Regions from separate parts of the Oryctolagus cuniculus genome. Here region 2 is linked to region 1. The links are chromatin contacts, called in public Micro-C maps. All regions are on one chromosome and are shown on one strand. The core of a region is the stretch at or near the end of the contact, and the rest is flanking DNA. Distances in the headings are between cores, read along the strand shown.

Region 1 (6,782 bases), core at 1,801-4,300:
CCTACAGGCAGACTTCACTGAGGAAATGTTATTTTGGAAAACTAGAAGCTTCGGGATGCTGATTATCCTCTTGTCTCTATTTTAAGCCAGCACACAGTATATAAATTATAAATGACTACTTCACTACAAGATAATGTAACACTAAGGAGGAGGCATTAACTTGGAGAAGTTAAACACCCAGAGGCCAAGAAGATCAAGGTAACGACTCCCACCCCGCCATAACTCATGGCCAAGGCTGGGCTGGGTTTGGCACGAAGGGACTGGGCTGTGTGCAGATGCGATGTGCAGCACACAGAAAGGAAAGCCGCTGGGGAGAGGCTGCGGGAACTCAAACTCGGGAGTTTAAATCCTTCAACGTAGTATTGTATTAATGCAGTTTTCCTGTGTTCTCTTCTACTTCATTTTCCGCTTTCATTTTACTTTTATTTGAAAAACAGAGATCTTCCATCTATTGGTTTACTCCCCAAATATTTGCCTGCAACAGCCAGGTCTGGGCCAGCAGGAAGCTGGGAGCCAGGAACTCAGTCAGGGCCTCCCACACGGGCGGCAGAGACTGGAGTCCTGGAGCCGTAACTGCTGCCTGCCAGGGAAGCTGGAGTCAGAAGCAGAACTCAAATCCAGACACTCTGAGCGGAATGCAGGCATCCCAAGTGGTGACTTAAGCTCCGAGCCAAAAGGCTGCCCTACACTTCTTTGTTTTTAAGATGTAAAATAACATTTGTTGGATGCAAAAAGACAATGTGTTTGCCCCCCCCAGGAACTTGCAAGAAGTGAAGAGAAAAAATTCTCACACCTTTTCAGAATGCTCTGCTTAGATTTTTAACTTTGACTGAAGGCTACATAATGGTGTAAGCAGGATTCCTACAGGGAAAACAGGCATGGATCTAGGTCAGAAATGAAAACAAGTGAGGGGCGGGGATGTGGCACAGAAGGCTGAGACACCATTTGGGATGCTGGTACCCATGCTGGAGTGCCTGGGTTCAAGTCCTAGTTCCACTCCTGGTTCCAGTTTCCGACTAATGTGCGCCCTGGGAGGCAGCAAGTGATGGTTCAGGTAGTTGGGTCCCTGCCTCCCACAAGGGAGGCCTGGATTAAGTTCCCAGCTTTAGCAGCCCAGCCCCAGCTGTTGCAGGGATTTGGGTGACAGATCAATGGATAAGAGAGCTCTGTCTGGCCAGTGCCACGGCTCACATGGCTAATCTTCCGTCTGCAGCGCCTGCACCCCGGGGTTCTAGTCCCAGTTGGGGCGCTGGATTCTGTCCCGGTCGCTCCTCTTCCAGTCCAGCTCTCTGTTGTGGCCTGGGAAGGCAGTGGAGGATGGCCCAAGTGCTTGGGCCCTGCACCCACATGGGAGACCAGGAGGAAGTGCCTGGCTCCTGGCTTCGGATTGGCGCAGCGCCGTGGCAGCCATTTGGGGGGTGAACCAACGGAAGGAAGACCTTTCTCTCTGTCTCTATCTCACTGTCTAACTCTGCCTGTCCAAAACAAAAACAAAAACAAACAAACAAAAAAACTCTGTCTTTCAAATAAATTAAATCAATAATTTGGAAAAATTAAATGTTTTTTAAGAATTAAAAAAAATGAGGTTAGAAGAAGGAGAGAAGGAAATGAGTCTATATAAAAATCATGATGTCAGGGCCAGTGTTGTGGTACAGTGGGTTAAGCTGGGCTTGCAATGCCGGCATCCCATGAGGGCACTGGTTCGAGTCCCGGCTGCTCCACTTCTGACCCAGCTTCCTGTTAATGCACCTGGGAAAGCAGTGAAAGATGGCCCAAGTGCTTGGGCCCCTCCACCTACATGGGAGACCTGGATGGAGTTCCAGGCTCCTGGCTTTGACCTAGTCCAGCCATCTGGGAGTGAACCAATGGATGGAAAGTCGACCTCTCTCTCTCACTCTTTCTCCCTTTCTCTGTAACTCTGCCTTTCAAATAAATAATAAAATAAATGTTTTCCCTTTAAATCATGATCTCTACAGGGAACTGCCAGTTGTCTGGTGGAACTGAGACTGACAGCTGGGCTCAAGAGGCGGTTCGGCGTGCGATGCGGGACCAGCCAAAGGCCATTGTCAGAGGAGCAACAGGCTCAGATGTGCATTCCGGATGCCCTCTACGACTGGGAGGAGAAGGAGAGGCAAGGAGCCCAGAACCAAGAAGGGCAGGCAGGAAGCCAACTCCTGCTAAAAGGGTGGCCGTTGAGGGGAAGACTGCGGCCTGGCAAGTGGCCAGGAGACGCACCCAGAGCCGGGTCCGAATGGGACTGGAGGAGGAAAACTGAGGGACACAGACACAGGCACTTCCGCTTCAGTGCGGAGCTGCCAGTCAACAAGGATGAGACACAAGAGAGGCAGCAGATCTGGGAGGAAGAGATGCACAATTAGGTTTGAGACAAGAGTAGGTTAAGGGAACTAAGGCAACCAGGGAGATGCTCTAAATATAGTTGACTTAAAGCCCTGAGTCCACTTACAAAAGACAAGATGCTCTCTTTTAAGCAAGCAAGTAAGGAGTGTCTGCTTGGTTAAATCTGACCGCAACGTGCCGTGACCTCTAAGAGGCAGGACTTCTCTGAGCGGCCCTCCCCAGATGTAGGACACCTGCTGGGCCTTCCTAATGTGGGGTTCTACTTCTTGGCCACAGATGCGCCGGGCACTTCTCAGGACCTCGTGGAAGGCAGGTCTTCGGCTGTGAACGGGGCTTCCTGGGTGCCAGCCGGCTTGCCAGGACATGAGCGAGCTCGTCTTCGTTTTTTTTTTTTTCACAGGCGGCGCACTGTGCTGATGCAGTGAAGTGACTCACTGTCATCTGAGTGTCCCCCTACATGGTAGGCGCCTCCAAGCCAGAGCACTATTAGTCATCTTCTCAGTCCCCAGCGTCCAGGTGAGCACGCACGCACAAAGACTCGGCAAACACTGGCTGTCCAACAGATTCACCTTGACTACGTAAAATCCCCAGATCAGAGGCTGAGTGCAAAATCACATCACCTCCCCACCCCTACCCCCACCCCGGGTTCATCTACTCCTTCCACAAACATTTAGAGGACACGCACTGTGTCCAAGTACTGCCCGCAGTGCCGGGGATAAACTGGAACCAGACAAGTCTGCTCTCAGAGATCTAGTACTGTAACCGGCTAGGAAGACAATCACCTCCCTCACTCCATGCAAAAAAAAAGATAACAACAACAACTCCAGGGGTGGGGTTTGCTAAGGAGCCTGGGAGTGCCTAGTTTGCATGCCTGGTTTTGGCTCCTGACTCTAGCTTCCTGCTAAGGCAAATCCTGGGAGGCAGCAGTCATGTTTCAAGTGGTTGGTCCCCGCCACCCACATGGCAGACCCAGACAGGTCGGGGTCTTCAGCCTGGCCCATTCCTGGAATTTGGGTTGTGAGTAAACAGATGAGAATGCCCTTTCTCTTTCTCTCTCTCTCGAATAGGAGCACATCCTCTCTCTCTCACAAAAAATAAATAAATAAATAAATAAATAAATAAAATTAAATAAAAATACTCAACCCAGGTATAGTTTTCAGCACTACAACACTTGTAGGGTTCACGGGGACCCCCCTAGGATGTGACCAGGAGAAATAGGGAAATGACACTGAAAATGACCTATGTGGGAAAGAGGGGCCAGGGAAGACTGGGCTTGGAGCAGAAGGAGTGAGCAGCCTGGTGTGTTCTGGGCACAGGAAACACCATAGGCGAATGTCAACAGGCATTCCTTAAAGGAAAAGGAAACAATGTAACTCCACTTGACAGAAGATTGCAGACTAGAGAAGACAGCTGTGTTTCCCAGAAGGCCAGAACTAGCATCTAAAACCAACTCCTTGTCAGCCATCTCACTCCACCTCTCTCAAGTGAACCACAGAGCCCATAAAGGTACTTGGTGACTACTTCTCCCACACTCCCAAGGATGGACATAACTAATACCCTTCTGGCAGTTAAACTGTTACATACGATGGATGCCTTAGGACGCTAGGGCTTAATTCTTTCCAGGAGGCAGTGTAGAAGGCACAGATAAGTGATGGGTGCCCACTATCAGCATGAATCTCAGCGCTGTCACTGGGTGACCTTGGGCAGTTATTGGACTTCCTTGTGCTCTCCCCTGGGGATAATAAACAGAACCTGGCTTAACAGACTGATCTAGGGATTAAGTGCATTAATAGATTTAAAATGCCTACGACAGGGCTCGACCCACAGTAAATAAATCCTCCATAAGGGGTGGTTATTGTTAATTCTGAACCTGCCTCCTCCCAGGCGGTGCTGCTCACAGCCTCCAGCCCGCCTTCACCGAGGATGATGGATGACAGGTCAGGAAGGGCACCATCAGTTCTCATTGAGCTACCCAGACGATCACCCACTTGACAAACATTTACTGAGCACCCACCACATCCTAGTCATTGTGCTCAGCACAGGCGATACATGATGAATTCAGGACAAGACACTGTCCCTGTTTATGCCTGACGGGGAAGACAGATAAATGAATAACAAAAACACGACCTGGGAAGTGCTAACAGGACAGGGTGCTGTGGGAACCCAACTCGGGCCTGGGGGGACAGGAAAGGAGGGATGTGAGGGTCTTCCCAAGGGGCTGCTGTCACGGGTGGGTCGTGGACACCGGGTGGTGAAGGGGCTGACGGAAGGGAGGTCACGCCAGCCGGAGGGAACAGCATGTCTGTAGCTTGAGTCCAAGCTGTTGCAGAGTGAAGGAATGTTCTTTGCACTTTTTCTAGTATCTGACAAACAGCATAATTAGCCTATCTGCAGTACTGAATGTTCACTGCAGAATCTGCAGCCTCGGTCTGATGGGTGTGACGACTCTGCCTGTCCACAACTGATTAGGAACCAGGCGCCTACCTGGGTCGCTGGCTCTCTGCTTCTGAGCAGTGATGCATCTGTAACAACACCTGTGGGGCTCTGGGAAGTTGGACCAACGAGATGAGCTCATGTTTATTTTCTTGTGAAAATATTTTCTTTTCTGACAGCTGATGGCACGTAAATCTTTCAGGCCCTGTGCTCAGACTACGTACAGGTCTTTATGTTGGGGTTTCTAACTTTTCCTGAACAGGCTGCCAAAAACAGAACAGCTCCTGGTTCTGACAAATGTTCATTTAAACCCATCTCTTGAGGTGGGTATTTGACCCAGTGGTCAAGATGCTCCCGTCCCATATCAGAGTACCTCTACCAGATACCTGGCTCCAGCTCCTGATGCAGCTTCCTGCTAACGCGGAACCTGCGAGGCAGGAACGATGGCTCAAGCGGTCGGCTGCCTCCCACCCACAGAGGAGACCCGGATTGAGTCCCTGGCTCGAGGCTTTGGCCCCATGGCCACTGGGGGCATTTGGGAGAATGAACCAGCAGATGGGAGTGCTCTCTCTCTTTCTCAGATATTTTTCAAATAAATGTTTAAAAAGCCATCTTTTTCCAGCCGAAGTGTTCTCAGTCCACCACTGCTCCCTGCTTCACCGCAGCCTAGCAGAGCAGAGGGATCTGGGGAGTGGGCAAACAGATGGGAAAGACAAGTGCAGGGAATGAGGGAGGCGGTTTGCAGGGAGACGGAAATCGGGGGGGGGGGGGCCTGGGCCTTAGTGCTGGACGCTCCCCCTCCGCAGGCCTCCTCCTCAAGGTGCCCTTGGGGCGTGGGGGCCAACGGGAGGGAGTCATGGCTGTGCTCTGCCAGGACTCCGCCGGGCCGTGGTGCTATTTCATGGATATATACTTGTGCCTGTATCAAAGATAGATGTGCATGAACTTTATAAACAGGACTAAGTGCTGTCAGCTTGTGATTTTTTTTTTTTTTTTTTTTGGTAGGGGCTGAATTTATGAGCTTTACCCAGAGTGAAGTGCTTGTAATTTATCAAGCTAGAGTGTTTTAAGTAAATAGCACTAAGCACTTACCCTCCGCAGCAGGCACACAGGGAATGCAGCACTTTTCTGTTATAGGAAGCAACTGGCACCAAGCACCTGCAGCGCTGATTGGGGTCTATTAGCCGGGGAGGCATTAGGAGTAACATCTAGTGACAGCCTTCTCTCAAGGGGCCAGGTCTGCACCCCTCCTCCACCCTCAAAAACTGCCATTGCTTTGTTGCTGCGGCAGAACCTCACATGGCTTCCCCCCTGGTTCCCTGTGCCATGCGGCCATCAGCAATGGAACCCCTTGCCTTTGCAGATGTCCCAGTGCAGAGTGAGTAGGAGAGCAGCCACACGATGGGAAAAGGCCACTGCTAGAGGACAAGTTTCTCGAAGAGAGTGAACGGAATTTGGCTGCTGCTGCGTATGAAAGCGTAAGGAGAACCCACGGAGTAAGGTGGGCTTTACACAGAACATTCATCACCAAGGCTGAGGAGCGACAGTTAGTTGCACAGAGGTCTGGGGGGAGTGGGGACTAAATTATCAGCCACACATGGAATGCTATTTGGCTGTCTATGCCACAGAAAATGAAGGAGAACTGACAAAGCCAGTATTCACTTATCAGGGTTCCTTCTAATTAGCTCACAAGCTGCCCTAGCATTTGCCACAAAAATTGTGGAAAGGTTAACTCCCTTACAGAGAGCAACAGAAGGAACAGTGCCTCACCAAGCTCAGGACATGTGCCACATGTCTCCTGTCGTTTCAGAAATGGAAAATCCAGGGTGACTGTGAGTTTTCCACTCCATGGTTATCCATAACCGATTTTGGCAGTCCCAGCTAGCCTATGAGAACAGACTTACAGAAGACCTGAGAATTTAAGATACTCACACACCAGCTTTTATTTGCCTGCTTTGAAAAAAAAAAAAAAAAAAGATGCCAACAACCTC
Region 2 (6,782 bases), core at 1,372-3,871, 600 kb before region 1:
CTGGCTCCCTGCCTTCAGATCGGCGCAGCTCCGGCTGTTGTGGCCATCAGGGGAGTGAACCAGCAGACGGAAGACCTCTCTCTCTCTCTGTAACTCTGCCTTTCAAATAAATAAATCTTAAAATAAATAAATAAATAAAAGGGCAGGGGTGGGGGAGCTCAGCAGTCACCAGCGGCGCTCTGCTCAAATCTGATTCCAAGCCTCCAGGGTGGAAGAAATAGAATCTGAGCTGCTTAAGCTGCACCTGCTACCACTACTGCCCCTCCCCTCCCCCACTCCCCACACCTGAGGGCTCTGCCTTCCCGGATTCACCCGAGAACGAAAAACATTCAGAAATAATCCCCTAAACCAATCAGCGTGACAGCTATTTACACAGCGGTTGCAATGTGTCAGGCATCATGGGTAATCTAGAAGTGATTTAAAGAACAGGGGAGGCGATGTGTAGTTTGATGCAAAGACTGCCTTTTTTTTTTTTTTTAAGATTTTTTGAAAGGCAGAGTTACAGAGAGGCAGAGAGAGAGAGAGAGAGAGAAACAGAGAGAGGTCTTCCATCTGCTGGTTCATCCCCCAACTGGCCACAACGGCCGGAGTTGCGCTGATCCAAAGCCAGGAGCCAGGAGCTTCTTCCAGGTCTCCTACGTGGGTGCAGGGGCCCAAGCACCTGGGCCATCTTCCACTGCTTTCCCAGGCCATAGCAAAGAGCTGGATGGGAAGAGGAGCAGCTGGGACTCGAACCGGCCACTCATATGGGATGCTGACACTGCAGCCGGTGGCTTTACCTGCTATGCCACAGCGCCAGCCCCAAGACCATGCTGTTTTGCAGAAGAGACTTGAGCATCCATGGATTTGGGTATCTGGGGGGGGGGGTCCAGGGAACCGGCTCCTCGTGCAGAGTCCCCTAGCAAAGCCATATACAAGCTCTCCTGGCTTTTGGTGACGTGGGTATTGAGGGCTCTTAGTCCTGGGCTTGAAGCCCTCTCTTACCTGTCCACAAGGTGGCCTCCTGGGACTGCAGGGAGGGCAGAGCACTGGGTTCAAGTGCAGCCAGCCCAGCCACACCCGAGACGGGACAAGGAGCTCCGCAGCCCTGAACTTCTCAGTACTCGGGTTTCCTCTCTTTCTCCCGGGAGCGCTTGCAAGATGAGCTCAGGGATGTGAAATGGAGAAGAATCCCAGCTGGGCACAGGCCCCAGGGAACGGTGGGCAGGAGTAGGCGAAGACACAGGAATTTAGCGGATGAGAGTGGGCGTGGCCACGGTGGGTCCTGGGCCCCAAGCGGGGAGTCCCCCAGCGAGTGGACAGCACCAGGGAGCTGGTGTGGTCACATCCAGCTGTGACTGGATGCACCTGCGAGTGGCTGGCACAGACGGGGGGGCGTGTGTGCGGAGGTGGAGGGCGGTGGGCACAGCCTCTGTCTAGCTAACTGGCCATTCCCAGTTCTGGCTCTGCAGGCCAGAGCAGCCCAGCCACCCCCGCCTCCCCGTGCAGCCCCAGGGACCCCAGCCTGGCTCCAGAGGGGGCGGGCCAGGGACCCCCTTCCGGGCCTGTGCGCGTGCTGAGGCCTCCGGGCATGGCCTGCACCTTGTCTGCTGTCCCCCGGGCCTCGTAGCACGGCGCAGTGGCACCTGGCTGGGGAGGTGCCTTCTCCAAGTTTCCTCTCTGATGTTCAGACAAGCGGAGAACCAACCCACGATCGCTATCTTTCAGAGAAAGTGAAACCTGGTCCCCAACCGTCACCGGGCGGGCGACTCCCCTCCCCAGCTTCCCCTCAGAGCTCGCCGCTTCCCCATGTCCTCACCCACCCCCTCCATCCCGCCCCCCAGAGCAAATACTTGGAATTGGTTTCATCTTTCCTTTTCCTTTCAAAGGCCTTTTGCCTTTTATGTCCATGATAGCAGCAGCCCTAGGAAGTGGGCTGGCCAGGGCTTTTCTCCCTCATTCCACAGCAGCCCAGAGAGGGTAACTGCTTTGCCTCAGGTCACACAGCATGTCAGCCTCCTGTTTCCCTTGACCCAAGCCTCTTGTTCCCACTAGAGGACGTGGTGAGCAGAGAGGGGCCTGAGCAGGGGTGCATGGGAGAGGAGAGGGAGACAGCAACACAGCAGGAACCTGGCTGTGGTGATGCTGGTCCCAGGGCTGGAACCACAACACCAGGGGCTTTCGGCCTGGGTCTGGCTCCGTGCCCAGAGCCCAGTGGTTTCCGCTCACAGATGTCCCAACTGCCCCAGCAAGGGGGCGGGATAGGCACCCAAGAAGGAGGATGTCTCGCTGCCCTCAGCCCCAAACCTCCGTGACCGCGAGGCCGCCGGGTACTGAGCGGACATCGGCCCGGGGGCCTGCAGAGAGACGCGGCTCCCGGCCCCTCCCCCCACCGCTCCCGGCCTCCCCCGAGATGGCAGGGACCCCCTGCTCCCCACTGTCACCCCAGAAGGGCTGAGGCTGCAGTTTGCATCACCCTTGGGCGTGGGGCTGACCTCGAAGAACGAATTCGAAGAAAAGAGGAGGAGGAGCGGGCACAGCACCGCGCCCAGAGCCCATTGGCCGCCCGTGGAAAGTTTGGTTTTTGGGGTCATGTTCCCAGAAGGCCTGCCCTCCCCCCACCCCCTCCCCACCCACCTCACGAGGTGTTGGCCAATCGCCCCGGCGGGCATAAAGTGGCTGCCAGCCCGCAGGGCTCCCAGCCGGGAGTCGTCACCCGCGGCGGGCACGGGCTCGAGCGCGGGCACCCAGCATGCGGGCACGGCTCACATGGAGGTCGCTGTTCAGTGAGTACTTCCTCCCGCCGGCTCGGCTCGCTGAGCCGGGGCCACCTGTCCCCTCCGGGAGCTGGGGAGACCGGGCACCAGGCAGAGGGATGCTGAGACCGGGAGAGAGCTAGGAGGCCAGGCAAACGGAGGGGTCCACGGGGAACCCAGCATCCCCACGGGTAGACAAGGGCTCTCCCTGGAAGGCTTCCTGGAGGAGATGTTGAGGCAGCTCTGGGAGCGAGGAAGTGAAGGAAGCAGGAGAGAGAGGCAGATGGCAACTGGGAGCGGTGGGGTGGGGAAGCGGTGCACGGCGTGGAGGGGCCCATGGGGCCTCCTTCTCCTCCCGACTGGATTTGAAGAGTCGGGGTGGGCAGGAAGGCAGCCAGGCCAGCGTCCCGAGCACACACAGTCAGGCAGCACACACACAGTAACAGGTGCATGGAGTCCCCTGAGGTCGCCCAGGCTGAGACCCTGGGCCCGGGTGAGCAGAGCAGGTGCACCCTTACAGATGCCTGCTCCCACGTGCATACACACACACACACACACAGCAGCCCCCCGCCCCCCAGCGGAGCAATGAGGGTGCCCCGTGGCTGGCCCCTCAGCCCTCCCCAGCAGCCTGTCTTCCCCACGGGGTTGAACGGTTTGTAGGAAGGGGACGATGGTGTCACCGCCTTCCGGCCCATTGCGCCACAGGCCTCTTCCGACCACGTGGTTGCTGGTGCACGGCGGGGGTGCGGTGAGAGCCGTAACTGGGCCCGCCCCCTGGGACCTTCTGAGTGGCTCGCAGCATCGCTGGGGGACCTGAGAGAAGTGGCTGTCCCTGCTGGAGAGAAGAGGGAGGCGTGGGAGGTCAGGGGAGCACCGGCTGGCTGAGCCTCACTGTAACCGTCGGGAACAGGGGCGTGTGCCCTGGGCAACCTGCCAGGTCCTTTCCAAACTTGACCTCCTGGGTCTGCAGACAGAACACAGGCACCAGGCCCCTCCCAGGCTGCCTGCCCCACAGCTCTCTCAAGCCTACCTGTGGGGGGCAGGACCCAGGTCTCTTAAGGGGGTGCTGACAAGTTAGGGTCCTGAGGCAGTGGCCAGCACTTAGTGCTGAGGTCTTGGTGGGAGCCAGTCCCCTCCACAGGCTGCCCTCAGCCAGCTCCTGATCTTATGTATTTTTTTACTTGAGAGGCAGAGTTACAGAGAGAGAGAGGTTTTCCATCCGCTGGTTCACTCCCCAGATGACCACAAGTGCCAGAGCTGAACCAATGTGAAGCCAGGAGCCAGGAGTCTCCTCCAGGTCTCCCATGTGGGTGCAGGGGCCCAAGGACTTGGGCCATCTTCTACTGCTTCCCTAGGCCATAGCAGAGAGCTGGATTGGAAGTGGAGCAGCCGGGACTCGAACCGGCGCCCATATGGGATGCCGACATTGCAGGCAGTGGCTTTAGCTGCTATGCCACAGCGCCTGCCTCCCAGCTCCTGATTTTAGCACTGCAACCTCTGCTGAGAGACCGCCTTGGTGAGGGCCCTGTCCCCTCCCACATGGTTTCAGGTCCTGGCGAGTGACTCACTGGGGCGGCAACCAGGGTGGGGGAGGCCCCAGTGCGGGTCCAGGGATGGGCACTGCGAGGCCCTGAGTTAGGTGACGCCTCCCCTCTCTCCCCAGGTGTGGTCCTTGGACTCTTGCTTCTGAGTACCACGGCCAGGTGCAGCTGCTCGCGCCGGTACCCGGAGCTCCTGGACCAGCTGCGGAACCAGGCGGACCTCCTGCAGAACCCTGAGAGCCTGCTGATCCCCTACGTGAGTTCCCAGCCCCGTGGTGTGTGTGTGCAGACATCAGCAAATCAGGGAGCTGCTGGGAGGGCCAGGCCCAGCCCCTACACACACCTGCCTCCACCGAGGTCCCCAGACCCCAGTCACCACGTGCACGATGCCCCGCCCCGACCAGCGCCCTCGGGCCCCTTGGCCCTGCCTACCATGACCTTCTAGGACCTTTCTGACTCTGTCCAACAGGAGTAGGGACAGGGGTGGGTCACAGGAATGGGGTGGGGAGCGGGCCTAGCATTTTTCTTTTTAAGATTTGTTTATTGGCCGGCGCCGCGGCTCACTAGGCTAATCCTCCGCCTTGCGGCACCGGCACACCGGGTTCTAGTCCTGGTCGGGGCGCCGGATTCTGTCCCAGTTGCCCCTCTTCCAGGCCAGCTCTCTGCTGTGGCCCGGGAGTGCAGTGGAGGATGGCCCAAGTGCTTGGGCCCTGCACCCGCATGGGAGACCAGGAGAAGTACCTGGCTCCTGCCATCGGATCAGCGCAGTGCGCCGGCTGCAGCGCGCCGGCCGCGGCGGCCATTGGAGGGTGAACCAACGGCAAAGGAAGACCTTTCTCTCTGTCTCTCTCACTGTCCACTCTGCCTGTCAAAAAAAAAAAAAAAAGATTTATTTATTTATTTGAGAGGTGGAGTTACAGACAGTGAGAGGCAGAGAGAGACAGAGAGAGGTCTTCCATCTGCTGGTTAACCCCCCAGATGGCCACAATGGCCAGAGCTGCACCGACCCCAAACCAGGAGCTTCCTTGGGGTCTCCCGCACAGGTGCAGGGGCTCAAGGGCTTGGGCCATCTTCCACTGCTTTCCCAGACCATAGCAGAGAGCTGGATTGGAAGTGGAGCAGCCAGGCCTCGAACCGGCGTCCATATGGGGTGTCTGCCCGCAGGTGGAGGATTAATCAATTGAGCCACAGTGCCAACCCCAGGTCTCCATTTTCAAGGCTGACCTGGTTATGGGGTGCCAGCGCTCACCCCGATTCTCCGGTTCCCTCCTCCCCCAGATCCAGTACCAAGGCCTGGAGGTGCCGGGGCCGAGTGAACCCTGCACGGAGCACCCCAGGGACTTCCCCAGTGAGGCTGCCCTGCAGCGGCTGAGCAGGCGCGGTTTCCTGTGGACCCTCAACGCCACGATAGACCACGTCCTGCCCAGACTGGAGACCATGAAGAAGGAACTGTTCGCGCCCACGGACTTGGAGCAGCTGCAGGCCACCGCCAACAACCTCCTGGGGCTCAGGAGCAACCTCTACTGCATGACCCGGCTGCTTCAGGGCTCCTCGGAGCCGGCCAAGCCCACCCAGTCTGGCTCCGAGCCCTCGCCGCCGCCGCCGCCGCCGCCGCCGCCGCCACCGCCCACCCGCTCCCAGCACGTCTTCCAAGCTAAGCAGGAGAACTGCAGGTTCCTGTGTGGCTACCACCGCTTCATGCGCTCCGCGCGCCGGGTCTTCAGCGAGTGGCCGCACAGCCTGAACCCGAGCCCGACACACAGCCCCCCCGAGGACCTGCCGAAGCAGATCCCTGGCATCCGACCCTCCAGGAGGACCAAGAGACCAAAGCTCAGGGGGAAACTGCTCCTGTAGCCCGAGAGGGGCCGCCGTGATGGGCGATGCCCCAGGGATGCGAGTCCCTGCGGCTCAGAAGTGCACTTTCGCGGCTGTGGAACTGGGCGAGACCCTTCTACCTCCTCCAGGCTGGCCCCCCTGCCCTGAGTTCCCCAGTCGGGGCTGGCGCGGGGAGGGGGTGGGGTTGACCAGGTCAGGCCACGCGGGGCCGACTTTCCATTGATTCAGGGGTCTGATGACATAGGCTGACTCACGGCTGGGCTGACTGTCCCCCGATCTGCTCTCCGAGGCCCCCAGGACTTCCTCCTTTCACGGGGCCGGCCTGGTTCTCAGCGGGAGGTCAGGGCCTGGGCTGTGGGCCGCCTATGCCTTCTCGTATCTCAGGCCAGACCCCTGCACGCCTGTGTGACCTCACTGTAGGCAGCTGTAACAGGAGCAAGGTGTCTTAGACGGATGTGAGGGGCCCAGATCCCGCCGGGTGGGGACCGTGTAAGGCCCTCTCTGCCTGGCAGCGGCTGGGGCTCGGTGACACAGAGTGGATATCAGATTGTCCGTGTAAATCGGGACAGACATGCAAATGACCAAGGGCCAGGAGGCTGGGAAGCGGCCAGTCTTCAGGGGGCCTCGCTGCTGGTGCGCCCCCTGGTGGTGCCTCGGGGGAATTTTTTCC

What was found. Hi-C and Micro-C count contacts between places; a contact is called where the count stands out from the background.
Region 2: a Micro-C map of ear pinna shows a contact between it and region 1, with 1.9 times the contacts expected there. The contact joins the promoter of OSM here to the enhancer-like site in region 1. A contact is called at or near these places in 2 of 6 Hi-C or Micro-C datasets (ear pinna and an unstated tissue).

Annotation. Positions count from the first base shown.
Region 1 is chr21:22,983,104-22,989,885 of mOryCun1.1, reverse strand. The region is part of intron 1 of NF2 (NF2, moesin-ezrin-radixin like (MERLIN) tumor suppressor); the gene reads right to left. Among named protein-coding and RNA genes, the nearest start is that of NF2, 28 kb to the right of the region's middle. Within about 2 kb of position 3,050, at least 2 of the 8 cell types and tissues checked have an H3K27ac peak or open chromatin away from gene starts, as enhancers often do. A contact at or near this core is called in ear pinna, where this site is marked.
Region 2 is chr21:23,577,911-23,584,692 of mOryCun1.1, reverse strand. OSM (oncostatin M) reads left to right here and starts at 2,621. Exons shown (of 3, transcript XM_008274704.4): 1 at 2,621-2,765; 2 at 4,399-4,532; 3 at 5,555-6,782. The coding sequence starts at 2,732. The coding sequence ends at 6,130.